Linked DNA regions of Anser cygnoides: region 1 is linked to region 2. The links are chromatin contacts, called in public Hi-C maps. All regions are on one chromosome and are shown on one strand. Each heading gives the region's core, a stretch centred on a gene start, on an enhancer-like site or on the middle of the called end of the contact. The rest is flanking DNA. Distances are from core to core; before and after follow the strand shown.

Region 1 (2,700 bases), core at 169-2,668, 56 kb before region 2:
TAGTGAGTTTCTAAATGAAAAGTTACTCTAGAAAGACGTGCCTAAACATTGCTTTCTCTAAGCCAGTGTTATTTTTATGCACTTGCAAGTATTATATTGTCAGTGTGGGTATGGGTGGTGGGAAGTAAGCAGCTGTGCTGCAGGGTTTTGTTATTTCTGACTGGGAGGGGTGCCCATTTGTCACAATGGCGTGTTCAGTTTTTTCACACCTCCTTTTCTCAGTTCTAAGCCATGCTGCTTATTGTGGGCAGGTTCAGCTGTGTTCTCTGCACAAAGCTGCTGTTGCAGGTCAGGCATACTGTGCCTTGCATGAACGGGTACACGTTTGGAGTGAGTTTAAATCGCTAAGCTGCAGCACAGGTAGTCAGCTCCTCTTCAGCTGCACCAGGGAAAGGGTTTTCTGCAAGCTGCCTTTGCAAAAACATTGTGGAAACTATGTAGGGAAACAAGTTTTCCTAAAACTAACTGAAACTTCAAGATTTTCTTGAACGGAGTGGGGGTGTTACCTCTCTCAAACATTTCTTGCCCACTCTGAAAAGAGGGATAAATCCCTGTACCTTCACACCGATAGCTACATTTGCTATCATTCTGCATCAGTAATTCCTGAAGCTTGAACGAACCTTACACATGTTAAACACAAGATCCAAATATCTGTGGTTATTCTGGCAGTGTTAACCAGGATGTCTTTTCACTGCGTGTGCAGAACCAGGAGCCCACCTGAGTGTGCTGTGGCACTGAGTAAGCCAGGTTTATTACTTCCTTTTCAGTGCTAGCACTACAAGAGCCAGGGAATAGGCAGCAGCTGTGGGATTTAGAAGAGGGCAGGGATATTGACAACTTGTGCCTGGAAGGAATCGGTATGTTGCTAATTTTTTGATGTAATGAGGTTTGTCCAAGAAAATTTGGAGCCACCCTACTGCCAGCAAGTTACAGGACGAGGCACAGCAATTAAAATTGGTCTTCTGAGCTGTAAAAACGTGTCACAGAAGCAGGAGTTGTGAAACTAAGTTATTAAGTTCAGGTAAAATTATCACATTTGTGGAGCTGGGAAACTGTAAAGGTATTGCTTCAGTCTCAGAACATCTAGGCAGCAGGTAGTGGAAAAGATTATTCCTGTTTATAGACAGAATATTTGACTTACAGAGGAACATTTTATCACCACCATGCAATCTCTCATTTCCTCTCCCCATGTCCTGTACTGTTCACAGGGTGGAATTCCTCTTACCTCATTTTAGGTGCCCACTCTAGGATGAAATGTATCTTATGTGAAGTAATTAGCTCAGATGTTGACATTTCAATCTAATGAGATAAAATTCATCCAGGCAGTCTACTTATTATGAAGTATTGCTGGCCAAAGCAGGTTTTTCTGTTCTTGCTACCAAAAATGCACTCTCATGTCCTGTCCTTCCGTGTCGTGCAGGACCTGGGTTCTCCAACGATAGAAGAACAAGTTGACCAGCCTACGATAGATGATGAAACTGTGCTAATTGTTCCTTCCTCCCATGGTTTTATCCAGACATCAGATGATATAGACAGTGAATCGGTGTTGCCCCTAACAACTCTAACAGGTATGTATATTTGATGCTGGAGCTAGCGTTTGCCAAATCAGTATAGCACTTTTGAGTTCTTTTAAACAATGATCCTTGCTTTCTCTTGAATTATTTTCCAAATTATTGCTGTGAATCTTTAACCACGTTGATTACCCCACTTACTTCAGTAGAAGTTGAAGAAAATCTCAACCTCGTGGGAAAAGCCGAACAGCAGCTGCTTCATGACTTAACTGAGCTGTTCCCATTGCCCTTGAGCCTTGAATTAGTACACACAGGCTAATGAGTAACTCTGTTTAGTGCGTGTTTCTTCATACCTGTGCTGGAATGAAATTGGTTTCTCATTTGGGAGAAAAACAGAGGCATCAGAAACGCAGTTAACCACTCGATAAGCTCTCATGGTGAGGGGCTGGGCGCTTTGGGGTGTTTGCACAGCACTCACCTGGAGGGGCTTGCTAGCTTTGCCACGCTTCCCCATGCCAAGAGTCATCTTAGGCTTGGAAGCAGCATAGATGCGTTCTCCCAGTGCTGCATCTAACAAATCCTCCTTTCTGGAGGAAGGATATACTTGCAGAGCCATCTGAGGATCAGCCTTGGGCCTGATACAGTAATACCTGGGGAATCCAAACATGAGTCACACTGGTTGCATCCAGGTTAGTCGTGGCTCCCCTTGAAAACTGAACTTGAAAACTGACTAGTTTAATGGAGTAACATTCCTTAAAATTGTTTCAAAGCTCAGACTGCATTTTGTCTCGTGTGTTTTATATATCATGTTATAATGGACCAGTAAATAATGAGTTCTAATGTACGGCATCTCCTGACAGATCCTATCCTACAGCATCACGGAGATGGGTCACACATCATTGGCTCATCACTGGGCAGTCCTGACTCGGAAGATTCAAAGGATGTTGAAGATTTAGTGAGCTGTCACTGAGAGAAGCAGCAGTCGCGTCCATTTTGTATCGACCACGTTCGCGTTGTGAAATCAGTTGCAACCCTGTGCCACGTTTCCAAAGAAAGCAGTCAGTCCATGTCTTTAAACAGAACCTTACAGTTTGAGATGACTACAGTGCACTTTTCCTGCTCAGGCTATTTTACCTCATTTGTGAAGGGTTACAGAGCAGCCAACCGAAGCCTGATGTGCGACGTTTCA
Region 2 (2,700 bases), core at 132-2,631:
ACAGCTTTGTACTTGCAGCCTGTTTCTTTATATTATGAACAAAACTACCTTTGTCTCGCTTCCAAATTTCAGCTGAAAGAGTGATCAAATCGGTCTGTGTTTCTCTTACCTCTTCTACCTTGTAGTCACACAAATATTCCACCTCATAACTCTTTAGACTCCTGTTGGTGATTCCAATGGATTTACATCTGAGATTTTCCTTCCTACATAATTCTTGGAGGGTCTCAAGTGAAGCTAGACATGGCACATACCAGGCTACAATAAGAAAATCGGTAAAGAATCCTATTTAATGTCTCGGCTGAGTTGAAACCGTTATGCACTCCACGTGCCTCAACCCAAAGTCCCCGCGGTACCACCTGTGCCAGCAGCCTCTCGCACACCTACGGCGTCTCTCCAACTTCACCCTAAGGCTCAGAGCAGAAGCACGGCGACGATTCCCTCCCTGAACCTCGGCTCGGCGTGCCTGGCCGCATACTTACACGGAACAACCAACGCTCTGGAGGGCAGGCGCTGCCGCAACACCCTTCCAGGGGCAGAAAGCGCCTTAAGACCAAGGGAGAGCGTTTCCCTACGGCGAAAGCATCCCGTAACGAGAGGCACAGCTCCGAGCGAGCCTCCCTTCTTCAACGGGACCTCCGAGGGGACCGCCGCAGCCCTGCAGCTCGTGAGGGGCGCGGAGGGGAGCCCGGCCCCTGTGACGGGACCACGGTGACCGACGGAGTCACGGCCCCGAGGCTCTTCCAGAAGGATCGCAGGGCTGGAGGGAGGCTGCTGGGGGCTGAAGGGGCAAGGGGGGGGGGGGAAGGGAAGTTCGGGAAGTCGGTGAGGGGCTGGGGGAGGAAGAGGAGGATGAGGAGAATGAGGAGGATGAAGAGGATGAGGAGGAAAAAGGGGAGGGAAGGGGGGCGGCTGCCTTTCCCCCAGCCCCCCTACAGCAGCCCCAACCCCTCTCCCTCACATTTACCTCAGGCACCCCCCCCCCCCCCCCCCACAGCACCGTGCTCAGCCCTCCTCGGCCGCTGGCGAGGCCTCCAACCTCCAGCCTCCCTCCCACGACCCCAAAAAAAACCTCCCCAACCCCCCCCCCCCCCCCCACCACCACCACACCGCCGAGCCCGGCTGCAACGCTCCTGCTACGGGAGGGGGTGGGAGGGCTCGGCGGCGGTTCCCTCAGCCCGGAACCTTCCTCCTCCTCCTCCTCCTCACCCCTCAGCGAGGCGGAGGGGAAGCGAGGGGCTCGGTGTCCGGCGGCCTCACCTCCTGGCCAGCCCTCCATCTTGGAGGGGGCCGCAGGCGCCAGGCGCGGGTTGGGGCCCGCCATGCTCCGCCCTCCCCCCCCCCCCACACTCCGTGCAGCACGGGGCGGGGCCATGGCGGCGCCTCAGAGGCGGCCCCGTTCTCCCCCCCACACCCCCCGTCACGTTTTTTGGGGGGTGTGAAGGGAGAAAGGAGAGGGTTAGGGGGTGGGGGTGAGGGCAAGGGTTCAAGGTTCTCTGACTACGTTAAAAAATTAGGAATAAAGCGTTTTTCACCCTGCTTTAAGGTACACTTCTCCCCCCCCCCCCCCCCCCCAAGACACTCTCTCCCTCCCACACTCTTCAGGACTCCTCCACAGAAACAAACCCACAAAAGCAGCAGCTATACGGAAAATTAACCCCCATCAAGAAAGTATAGCAAGACTCTCCCTACTAATAATAAAACTCTCACACCAAGCTTTAAACCTAAACTGTATGTTAAAGCAGCTTTTACAGATCTTACATGAAGTTTTAAACCTAAAGCATATGCTGAAGTGGCTTTTACAGACCCCATCTTTTTATTGTGTGCCAGGTGAAGGAAGGCCCAGGCTCCTTCTCTTTGTTCACTCTCAGCATCCACACGTGGGGCAGAGGCAACGGGAGGCCCTGAGGCCCCTCACTAGTGCTCTGTCGGATACTGACCTCCAGAGTCAAAAAGGGAATAGTTCAGGCACTTTGAACCAAAAATATATTCTCTCACAATACACTTCCCAGAAATGAGGTCTGCTGTTCAAGTCAGCCCCAAACCCCAGCAATTGGTACTGCTGTGCACAAAATACACACCCCTCAGAGATGTCCAGCCACTAGCTAGAACTCCAGCCTTTCCACAAGGATTTCTTCTAAGCTGATGTTAAGGTGCAACAGTATGGGGCTAAGGGACTCCACTGCCCACACCAAGTAAGACTTTGGGTTTTCCAAGACTCCTTTTAAAAGCTTCCAGACAGGAACTGATGAACTATTTATTCACTTACCTTCAGGAGACCAAAGAGCCAGTAGTAGGTGAGGCAAAATTTTCCAAGTATTACAAATTCAAGTCAAATGCTTATGTTTGAAATGCAGTAAGATTTATATGTACATAGGATACATTGCTTTTGTAAAGTAAAAAGGATACTAAAATGGGTGTAGGTAACTGAGGTAAATGCAACAGGTAACTGTGGAGCTCAAGACAAACTTGGGAAATCTGTCAGAAAGTAGTAACTGAGTCCAAGTCTCTTAAAAATCCAGATTGGCATCCCTCTCTCTAGTTTTGGTTTATGCCTTTGAGGTACTACTGGGTCACTCTGAATATCTGACAAAATAACATCTGGCCCTACTTAAGGGCTGAACTGCTGCTTTCCTCAACTGTATGCAAGACCAAGACCCTCAAATCCTGGAACTATAGTTGCCCGTTCCACTTTCTATTACT

What was found. Hi-C and Micro-C count contacts between places; a contact is called where the count stands out from the background.
Region 1: a contact with region 2 is called in a Hi-C map of liver, with 1.8 times the contacts expected there. The contact joins the enhancer-like site here to the promoter of SUV39H2 in region 2. A contact is called at or near these places in 2 of 7 Hi-C or Micro-C datasets (both in liver).

The regions. Positions count from the first base shown.
Region 1 is chr1:7,987,304-7,990,003 of Taihu_goose_T2T_genome, reverse strand. DMTF1 (cyclin D binding myb like transcription factor 1) reads left to right here. Exons shown (of 18, transcript XM_048062559.2): 17 at 1,421-1,568; 18 at 2,372-2,700. The coding sequence ends at 2,481. Among named protein-coding and RNA genes, the nearest start is that of TMEM243, 10 kb to the right of the region's middle. Within about 2 kb of position 1,418, at least 2 of the 3 cell types and tissues checked have open chromatin away from gene starts, as enhancers often do. A contact at or near this core is called in liver, where this site is marked.
Region 2 is chr1:7,931,227-7,933,926 of Taihu_goose_T2T_genome, reverse strand. It overlaps SUV39H2 (SUV39H2 histone lysine methyltransferase), which reads right to left and starts at 1,381. Exons shown (of 6, transcript XM_066980110.1): 1 at 1,258-1,381; 2 at 110-255. The coding sequence starts at 1,372.